2 separate regions of the Sus scrofa genome follow, and region 1 is linked to region 2. The links are chromatin contacts, called in public promoter capture Hi-C maps. All regions are on one chromosome and are shown on one strand. Each heading gives the region's core, a stretch centred on a gene start, on an enhancer-like site or on the middle of the called end of the contact. The rest is flanking DNA. Distances are from core to core; before and after follow the strand shown.

Region 1 (4,908 bases), core at 145-2,644, 250 kb after region 2:
CCCAGTTTGAAGACTCACAGCCTAGCTGGACACACACCAGCCGGAACTCTGCCAGGGGGCCTTTTCCAGGAACACAGGCCTCTGGTTCCTAGTCTCGCTCCTCCTTCCCAGGCTGGCCCCCACCAGACACTGGGCCCTCAAGAGCAGGGGGCTGCTTGGGCACCTTTGTGTCCACCTCCCATGCCCCTCAGGATCTGCTCCGGCCTGGAGGACAGGGAGGACAGTAAATATTTACTGCCAACAGGAGAAGGCAAATACAGCCCTAATGGTCAGGCAGAGGTGCCAGTTCATCCGTGCCAGAAGCAGATGCAATCCGGGGGGCCAGCCTGGAGGCAGCTGCACCGGCAGAATGTCCTTAGAGGGTGGGCAGCAGCGGGCCTGACCCCAGCCTCAGTCTTCCCATCAGGAACACAGTGCCACAGTGCCACACAGGGCAAGGCGCTACGGTGCCCCAGCATGGCATGTGTGATGACGGGATGCGGAGCAGACACAAGGCAAGTGAGCAGGACGTGTGTGGGGGCTGCCCTCAGCACGGGGACCCACCGCTCACGCCAGGGTGTCATCCAGGGCTGAACGCAGCTGCCGGCCACTGCCAGATGCCAGGGCAAACGAAGCCAGGTCCGAGGGCGAGGGCGGGCTGTCCTCCAGTTCCCAGAAGGGGCGGAACGTGGGCCTGGGTGGAGGGGCTGAGCCAAGGCCTGTGGGCCTGGCTTCTGCGGGTGACGGGGGATCTCAGGGAAGCAGGGCCCTCTGGGCTTCAACGCCCAGGGGGCTGCTGAGCAAGAGGCCAGGTCTGAACCCAGGCCCCAGGTGTCCCTGGGCAGCCGCCTCTCCTTCCCTGCGTGACCTCGTCCGTGGGAGAGCCCCCTCCCCACCTGTGCCAAAGCATGTCACTGGGCCCAAGGGCCGGCGGGCAAGGCTCGTGGGGAGCATACAGGGTCTCAGGGCTGGATCTGGGCTCGGGAGAAGGGAGACCCCCCACCCGGCAGGCCGAGGGCGCTGTCACACCATGACTCTCAGCCTTCCCCACCCGACGGACAAGAGTGACCCTCTCCCAAGCCCCCACTCACCCAGGACCGCACACCCCGTGAGTCCTGCGAGTGGGGGCGGCTCAGGGGCCCCGAGTCCCAAAGGAGTCTGCTGGCCCTGGGGGGGAGGGGAAGCAGCAGGGTGGTCACGGGTCTCCCTGGTTGGCAGGACCACAAGCTCAGCCCGCTGCCTCCCAGAGGGCAGCCGGACACCAACCAGTCCGGGGACCCCACGTACCTCAGCTGCTGCAGGTGCCCCTGCCTGTACTGGTGCCAATGGGGCCGCTGGGTGCTCCCATGGACAGCTCGCCACTCATCCCAGCCGCCTACCCCCCTTCCGGGTCCAGTGTCCGGCCGGCCACCCGCCTGCCCAGCCCTGGCCTCCTCTCCAGGGGCGGGGCCTGCTGGGGGCCTGTGACTTCTCCCCAGGGGTGTCTGTGTGGCCGTGGGGAGGGGACGACACAGGTGAGAGCCTCGTGTTGAGAGGTGAGCTGCCCAGCTGGCTGGGTCCCAGGCGGAGAGCCTGCTGCCACCCCTCAGGCCCACCTCTGGCGGGTGTGCAGTCCCTGGGGCCCGGGCGCCCAGCTCTAGGCCCGGCCGCCCCCAGTGCTGGCCCGGGTGGAACCTTCAGCAAAGGTGCAGATTGGTTTGGCCTGGGCGACTGGCAGGCTGGCCAGGTCTTGGTCCCGCGGGGTCACTCTCTGACCTCCCAGACCGCAGCCAGCCCAAGAAGCCCCTGGGCTATTTTGTGTGCCCAAGAGCAGTCTGGGTGGGTGCCCTGTGACCCTCAGAGTGACCCTGTGCAGCAGTGGGCACCCAGGAGGGGGTGTCTGGAGCCCTGAAAACCAGAGCTCGCCACATTGAAGGGCCCTGCCCTGGGCCCTGGTCCCCCGGTGCCCATGTGCCTGTGGGCACCCGATGCATGTGGAGGAAGCTTAGAGCAGCCGATGTGGCGAGAGCAGAGAGGGGTCGCAGGCAGGCCCCCCACAGCCTTCTGGCCCCTCCCCCACCAGGGCCCCCGCCCCAGGCCACACAGACCACAGGACTCGGCCGGGCTCATTCAGGACTTTATTGGGTTTTGGGGTGCGGGGAGCAGCAGGCGCCCTCAGGGGCGGCCTAGTTGCAGTAGTTCTCCAGCTGGTAGAGGGAACAGATGCTGGTGCAGCACTGCTCCACGATGCCACGCTTCTGCGGGGGCCCCTCCAGCGCCAGGGCCTGCAGGCCGCCCAGGCCTCCGCCCAGCTCCACGGCACCTGCTGCGGGGAGAGCCGGTCACACAGAGACAGCCACCCCCCACCCCGCCCACCCTGGAGTGGAAGCCGCAGCAGCCGCCGGTCCTGGGCCTCCCGCTGCCTGCCCGGCACGGGGCCCCCTCCCAGGGGGATGGGGCATCTCCCACGGGCATGTGGGCCGGCAGACGGGACACCACGGCCATGTCACTCGGAGACCAGCGGCACCCGGGCCTTGACTCCGTAAGATTCCTCCCTGGAGCCGCCTCGGGAGGAGGGGAGGGAAGGGGGGCTTCTCGAGCGGGACCGGGGCGTGGGAGGGGTGTCTCTGGGCTCAGCTCCCAGGGAGTTGGTCACTTTTACCAATTTCCTCCTTAAAAACTCCCCCGACCGCTCCCGGGACGCCCCCTCGGCTCACCCTGAGGGTTCTCCGCCTCCCGACGGGCCTTGGGCGTGTAGAAGAAGCCGCGCTCCCCGCACACCAGGTACAGCGCCTCCACCAGGTGGGAGCCGCACAGGTGCTGGTTCACGAAGGCCTGGGCCGGGGCGGGCGCCCAGAGGGCCAGCAGGGCCAGCAGGGGCAGGAGGCGCGTCCACAGGGCCATGGCGGGGGGTGAGGACCTGGGGGACGGGCGGCGTTGAGGCCAGCCAGGGGCACCTGCAGCCCCCACCAGCCTCACCCCCCAAGGGCTCCGAGAGAGGAGCCCACGTCCTCCTGCCGAGATGCCCTGGCCCCAGCAGGACAGCCCAGACCCAGCTGACGGGAGCCCAGGGGGACAGACCTGCTTGCCGGCGGCCTGGGAACGCAGCTGGTCCCAGAGGGCTGGGGGCGGCTGGGCCCGGCCGGCTTTATAGCGCCTGCCCCCCGGCGCCCGGCCCCTGAGGGCCTCCAGGTGGGTGGCAGATGGCTGGGGGCTGAGGTGGCACTTTCTGGATCATTTCCCTGCTGCCAGGCCTGCGGGATCATCTCCGTGGGTCATCAGCGCCTCTGGGGGCCTTGAGGTCATTAGAGTCTTAACGAGCGGCCTGAGGGCCAGGCTGTCCCCACTGGCTGGGGACAAAGGCCAAACCGCCCGGGCTTGGGCCGCATCTTCCACGTTATAGCCCAGGGAGTGGGGGCGCGAGAGGACACCTGCCTGCAGACCCCGGTCCATCCCTGAGGCCCCAGAGATGCTCCGAAGCCGTGGGGGGGGGCTGCTCCCGGCCCCATAAGCGCCCCCGCCCCCAGCACAGCAGCCTGCTGAGACCCCGGGCTGCTGCGGCGGTGGGGGGGGGGGGCGCTGAACTCAGGGACCCGCAGGCTGGCCCCTGCTTCTCATCTCCAACGGCGGGAGTGGGGGGGGCACAGGACTCCTGGGTGTGGCCCCACCACCTCCCCCCACCAGGTACCGCTCAGTGGCCCTGCCTCCTGGAGCCCCTGCCCCTCCCTGCTGCTGACCCCTTTCAGACCCGGCCCCACGACATACTGCTTCCCTTCGCTGTCCCATGGGCGGGGGGGACCCTCTGGTACCCACCCCCCCGGGACAGGCCCCTGTGGGGAGGCCCCACCCCACGCGGAGGAAGGAGCTGGGCCCTGGCTTCCCAGGACAGCAGGGGGTCCTGAGGCCCGTCTGCAGCCAGGGAAGATCTGGGGGCCTCTATGAGAGGGTGTGCAAGGCAGGAGACTGGATGAGGGCAGAGCCCAGGGCCCAGGGGTTGGAGGGGAGGAGGCCGGCCGTCAGCCCTTCCCAGGGGCCTCCAACCTTTGGAAACAGCCTCATTTGTGGCCTCAAAGGCCGAAAGGGCACAGATCCAGGGTGGGGGGCTGGGAAGGAAGGGTTTGCCCAGGAGGGTCTTGACGGATGAGTAGGAGTTTTCCAAGACCGACATCCTAAGAGCCTAGAGTCAGGGCTCTGGAGGTAGGAGGGGGAGGAGGGGGGCACCCAGGGAGGGCGCAGGGCCTGGAAGATAGGCTGGTGCTTACATCCTGCGGGAAGTGAGCCCAGGGTGTCCTCCGCAAGGCCCAGGGCAGGGTGGGAGGGGCACCCCCAGGGCTGGGCCAGCCTGGGAGATGCTGGGGGCACCAAGACCCAGAGAGGTGACCTGGGAGCCAGCTCAGCTGAACTCTCTCTGTCAGCACACATTTGGGGATCCTTCCCGGGGGCTCTGGGGGTGGGGGAATGGGGGTCAGAGGCAGCTGTCATCTGCCTGTCCTACCTGCTCTCACAGGCTGGCCCTGGAGCCCTGGCCTCCTCCTAGGGGCACATCAGGTTTTGGGGGAGGCCCAGCCCACCGTCCCACCTCCAAGACCACAGCTGGGAGCCTGCCCCCCAAGCCTAGACCTAGTGGGGCTCCTGCCAGCCAGGCCCCCACCTTCATGCTGCCACCCACCAAGGTGGGACAGTGCAGCCAGGACATCCAGCTTCTGGAGCTGCCCGAGGCTCAGCACAGGCTGGTACCCTAGGGAGCAGGTCACCCAGGGCCGCCTGGCGAGGCCTGCGGGGACGGGGGGTAGGGTGGGCAGCAAAGGAACCTCTGAGCTGGGCCGGGCGGGGTCGGTGAGGGCCCGGGGCCGCGGGCTGTGTGCGTGGCCCCTGAGCCCGTGCAGACGCAGACCCTGGGTGGGTTCTCGGAGGGTTTCTTTGTTTTATTGAGATTGCAAATGGGCAGCG
Region 2 (4,778 bases), core at 1,833-4,332:
GGTACAGGCTTTCCAGGAACTGGGCGAGCACAGAACAGAGACCCGGTGCCCAGACCAGTGGGACGCGGGCGCCTGGGCTTGGCTGTGAGGGGAGAGGCTGCCCGGAACCTCAGATGGTCGGGTGTGTCCCCAGGTGTTTGCAGGAATGGGGAAAGGCCAGGACGGCAGGGGTTCCCTGATGAACAGGTGCCTCAGAGGACATGAAGCGGCCCCAAAGCAGCAGAGGAGCCAGGTCCCAGCCAGCGGGGTCCCAGAGGTCCCCGGAGATGCGGTCAACAGGCCTGGGGGCGAGTGGCCTCTGATGCCTGGGTCCCGGAGAACACCCGTCCTCCAGTGTTCTCTGACAGGCCTGGTGAGTGGATCACACACGACAGGTGCCATCAGGGATGGTGTGTGTTCCCGCGGTCTCCAGTGGGTCTCTGTGAACCGGGTATAATTCACCCAGATACTCCAAGAAGCCGACTCTTCGCATCCCAGCGCGGTCCGACCTCCAGCCGCCATGCACGTGCTCACACGTCGGGGAGAAGCTCCAGGAGCCGTCACCATGGTGCTGCTGCTCAGAGGGGCCGCACAGAGCGCCGCGCTTGCTGGGGGAGCATGCAGGCTCCTCGGGGGCTCCTGTCCCCCAACGCAGGGAGGATGAGGTGCAGGCTCCCTGGATATTCAGACGATGGGGTGCAGACATCCAGATGAAGAGGCGGGATGACCGGGGTACCCAGTCCACAGAGGACTGGCGTGCTGAGTGCCTACCCGGTCCTCAGTGTGGGCCCAGCCGAACTGCCTGCAGCAGCCAGTCCACACAGGCAGGGTGCACGTGTTCTGTCCCGGCACCTCCCACGGCTCCCTGCCAGCAGCTCCTGGCTCCCTCAAGAGCCCCCCAGGCCGGCGACTGCCACGAATTCCAACCTCAAACATTCCCAGGCAACCTCAAAGGAAGCAGCCCTGTCCAGGGGCCCCGCCAAGCTCTCCACGTGGCTCCTGGCTGCCGAGCTGCCGTCTCAGGGGCCGCAGGGCTGGCCAGGGGCTGCCAGCTCTGTTTGGTTTTCCCCTTCCCGCCCTGGAGCCTCAGACGCCCGTCTCGCTGTGGAGGCAACCGTAGCCTGGGAAAGGCACCAAGGCCCTTCACACTCAGGCTGGGGAGACCCGCACGCTGGGCAAACACGCAGCAGTCTGGCCCTGCCCCACGTGTGCCCACATCGCGCCCGCCCACGCAACCTCGTGAGCCTGTGTGCCCTGCTGCCCCCCAACAGGCTTCCTCTGTGGCCCCAGAACGGCTTCTTCCAAACCCCCATCCCTGGGTGGGATCCCACCTTGTGCAGGAGGACATGTGCCCAAAGGGACAGGCCCGCTCCCTCTGGGCCACCAGCCTCCAGAGCCACGCGTGACCAGCCTGGGCACACACGGCCACATGCGTGTGCACACATCTCACCTGCCGGGTCCCCAGAGCAGCCTCCGAACCTGGGCCCGGTCTCCTGGAAGTCCGGCCCAACAAGCCCAGCGGGCTGGCTAAGCATTAACCACCTCCACGATAATGAGAATGGCTTTGGAGAGACACCCCGGCCTGGGGGGGCCACTCAGAGCTGGGCCCAGGGGAGGGCCCGGATCCCGAGAGACCGGACCAGATAAACTGGCCCAAGGCGGGGGGAGCTTGGATTACAGGCCCTGCTGGGCCCGCCGAAGCAAGAGGTACTCAGGGGAGACCAGAGCAGCACTTCCGCCCACAGGCTCCACCAGCCACGGGCAAAGGCGTGGACAGATGACCTCCAGAAGGTTCTCTGGGTTCCGGAAGCCCAGGTCGTTGCCCACTGAGAGTGGCGCCCGGCCAGGCTGCCCGCCGGCACACACTCCCTGCTGGGTGCTGTCCCAGTGGCTCCCCCGCCCGACGTCCGGTGACTCAGGACACCCTCGGGGGGTGCAGAGCCTCTGCAGATCAAGGCCGGCCTGCCTCCCTCCCGCTGCCCCATCCAGGGTCAGTGCAGCTGGGCCAGCACCTCGTCTGGCAAGGCCTTGGGAGGACTGCGGCCGCCCCTGCAGGTGGGCCCGGGCCCAGAAGCTCACCCCTGGGTCTTCGGGGATCCCTCCCCGAGGGGAGTTCCCGGCTCCCAAGGGCCAGCATTTCCGGGCTGAGGTGGGGCTCCCCGAAGCCCTGCCTCCTGCACCCCCTCCCCCTCCAGGGAGAGTCTCCCGGTCACCGCAGGCTGAGCAAAGTTGTCCCGGCCGTGGTCTCCAGTGCCCAGGGTCCTAGGGAAGGCCCGGCGGCGGGCGGGCTTCAGGAAGCACAGGCATCAGGTGAGAGAGTGTGGCACCTGGGGGCTGCCGCTCCTTCCCTGGGGGGATCTTGCTTTTTCGGGGGGAGGCCCAGAGAAACCCTGGCCCATCGAAGGATGGAAAGTTCCAGTTCAACCACAGGTGGGAGGGGTCCATTAGCCCGGCTTTCAGGGCCGCCTGTCCCCCCGGCTGACAGGGAAGGCCTGTCCCCCAGGAGTGCTGGCCTTCTGACTGGGGTGGGGTGGGGGCGCACAGGGTGGAATCCAGCACCACTGCCCGCAGTTCTGAGGGCCGGGAGTGACCAGGGAGGGCTTCCTGGAGGAGGTGGGGCTCACCCAGGTCTCGAAGGCCCAGTGGGATGGGAATGGGGTCGGGGAGGGCCCGGAGGAGGGGAGCAGGGCTTGGCAGTGCAGGATGCGGTGAGAAGGAGGTGTCCTGCCCGGAAGGAGGGAGACGGGAGCAGCAAGGCCGGGAGGGGGCCCTGGGGAGGCGGCGGGGCCCAGGACTCCATTTAGGAAGGACGCCTGTCCCCTTTTGCTGGGAAAACAGCCTTAGCACCTGGAGAGGGTTTTCCTCAGCTGGGCCACAGAGGGAGCCGCCTGGAGGGACTTCCTGCCTTCTGAGAGGTGGGCAGAGGTCCCGCCCAGGGGCAGCCGGGCTTCCAGAGGCATGGCATAGGGGCAGGGAGAACTGGGCAGTCCGCACAGGCCTGGACGGCCGCCCCTGGGCCACCTGCCCACCTGGGGCTCCTGCCAGCTTTGCCCAGGCACCCTGGGCCCAGGGCGGAGACGCCTAGCTGGGGCCAGTGGAGGAGATGGCGCCACCTGGTGGCTGTGTGCCAGCCGGGACCCTCACCACCACCAGACCACCGTCCCGAGCGGCCCCGTCGCGGGTGGCTGGTGTGCTGGGGACGCGGGACCTCTCAGGCCAGCTTCCAGGCGCCCCTGTGCTTCTGGGCTCAACCTTCACCAGGCTGACCCAGGAACCTGCCAGGCCAGCAGCACCCAGTCCCTGTGACGTGACGCTCATCCTACGCCCGGCAAAATCCCAGATGAAGAGGCCAACGAAGCAGGGGTGCGGGGAGAGGCCCGCGCAGGCACCCACGCACAGTCACAGGTGCGTGCGCACGAGCAGGATTGCACACACGCGCGCGTGCACACACATGCACACAGGTGGAAATTCTACGCTGACCGCCGATCCCGCCCTTTCAACCATAAACGTCTCCAAGGAAGCTGTTTTAATTCCAGAACCCTCGGAGGCTCTGACAGTCAATGATTTTAAGTCCCACACGGGAGCCAGGCCTCTCTGAATTTGCCCCCAAACCCGTGCTGCTCCAGGGACCCCGACGGACCCTCAGCTCTCCGGCCAGCCTGTGCCATCCGCTGCCACCAGGGGCGCTCGGCCAGCCACGTGGGCCGCCCTGCTGACCTGGAAGTGACCTTGGGAGGTCGTGGAGGCAGGAGAGCGGGCCGGGGTCAGAGGGGGTGTAAGGCCAGTGAGGGTCCCCTGAGCAGCCCCACCTCCATTTCTGGGGGGTCTCACCCAGCAACTCCCCGCCCAGGACCAGCTCCGTAACTGGCGGGGCCCGTGCGGAAACCACGCAGCCTCTTGTTCCAACATGGTTAGAATTTCAAGTCGGCAGCGGCGGGCGCTCGGAAGCAAGCAGGGCCCTATCTCCTGAGCACGGGGTCCGGTGTACGGCTGCCTCAAAGTCCCTTCCTCGGGGTGTGTCTCCCCAGGCCTGGCCTCTGCCTCGCTGCCAGCCTCAGACCTCTCATCGGTCTGTGACCTCGTAGGGACACCAGGGTAGGGGTGGGGGGACAGAGCAGGGCCTGGGAGGCAGAGCCCTCGGGGCCTGGACACCCACTTGGAGCCGTGGCCCTCCTCGGAGCCGGTTGGGTAGCTGGGAGCGGGACTCTGAAACCTGTGCCTTGTGGGGGGCATCTCTGAGATCACGGGGGGGCTCCCTCCTCTCCTTCCCCATGCTCGGCACCTGCATGGGCAGGGCTGCAGAGTGAGGGGAGACGGCTTGGACGCCTGATTATTTCTGGAAAGGGTGGGCGGGCTCGAGACACAGGGGAGGCCCCAGGTTTGCAGGAACCATGACTCCTGCTGCCGATGCTCCCAGGAGGTTGGGAGGCCAGGAGGGGCTGAGCCAGAGACTGCACGTGGGCCTGGGGTCCCAGGGTGGTGGACCCCCGGGGCCCTGCTGTGGGAGGGAAGAGCCAGCCTCCTCGGGCCCCAGGCAGGTGGGCTGAGCAGGGCCCACCCTCCCTCCCACGAGCCGGGAAGCGTGGCGAGGCAGGTAGGCAGGACTGTTCTGTTTGCCAAGAACGTTCCGGCCGCTCCCAGCCACACCCTCCCCCTGCGGGCCCCCACCGCGACCTCCTCCTCCACACGGGGAAGGTGCCTTCAGCCCCGACTTGCCCAGGCGAGCTCCCACGGGCTGCCACCCCCAACTCCCCGCCCGCCCACCCCCCATGACCCCAGCAGACCCCCCCCATCCCCAA

The links. Promoter capture Hi-C pulls out the DNA fragments that hold promoters and counts their contacts.
Region 1: a contact with region 2 is called in a promoter capture Hi-C map of fetal skeletal muscle, with 6 times the contacts expected there. The contact joins the promoter of IGF2 here to the promoter of SYT8 in region 2. A contact is called at or near these places in 4 of 5 promoter capture datasets (fetal liver, fetal skeletal muscle, liver and 1 more), 11 of 47 Hi-C or Micro-C datasets (alveolar macrophages, blood, embryonic fibroblasts and 7 more) and 1 of 2 datasets of contacts at active chromatin or transcription factors (skeletal muscle).

Annotation. Positions count from the first base shown.
Region 1 is chr2:1,494,760-1,499,667 of Sscrofa11.1, forward strand. It overlaps IGF2 (insulin like growth factor 2), which reads right to left and starts at 1,395. Exons shown (of 5, transcript NM_213883.2): 1 at 1,267-1,395. INS (insulin) reads right to left here and starts at 3,082. Exons shown (of 3, transcript NM_001109772.1): 1 at 3,040-3,082; 2 at 2,676-2,878; 3 at 2,096-2,284. The coding sequence starts at 2,862. The coding sequence ends at 2,145. TH (tyrosine 3-monooxygenase) reads right to left here. Exons shown (of 13, transcript XM_021085452.1): 13 at 4,869-4,908.
Region 2 is chr2:1,242,906-1,247,683 of Sscrofa11.1, forward strand. It overlaps SYT8 (synaptotagmin-8), which reads left to right and starts at 3,083. Exons shown (of 11, transcript XM_021082508.1): 1 at 3,083-3,384; 2 at 3,606-3,715. The coding sequence starts at 3,083.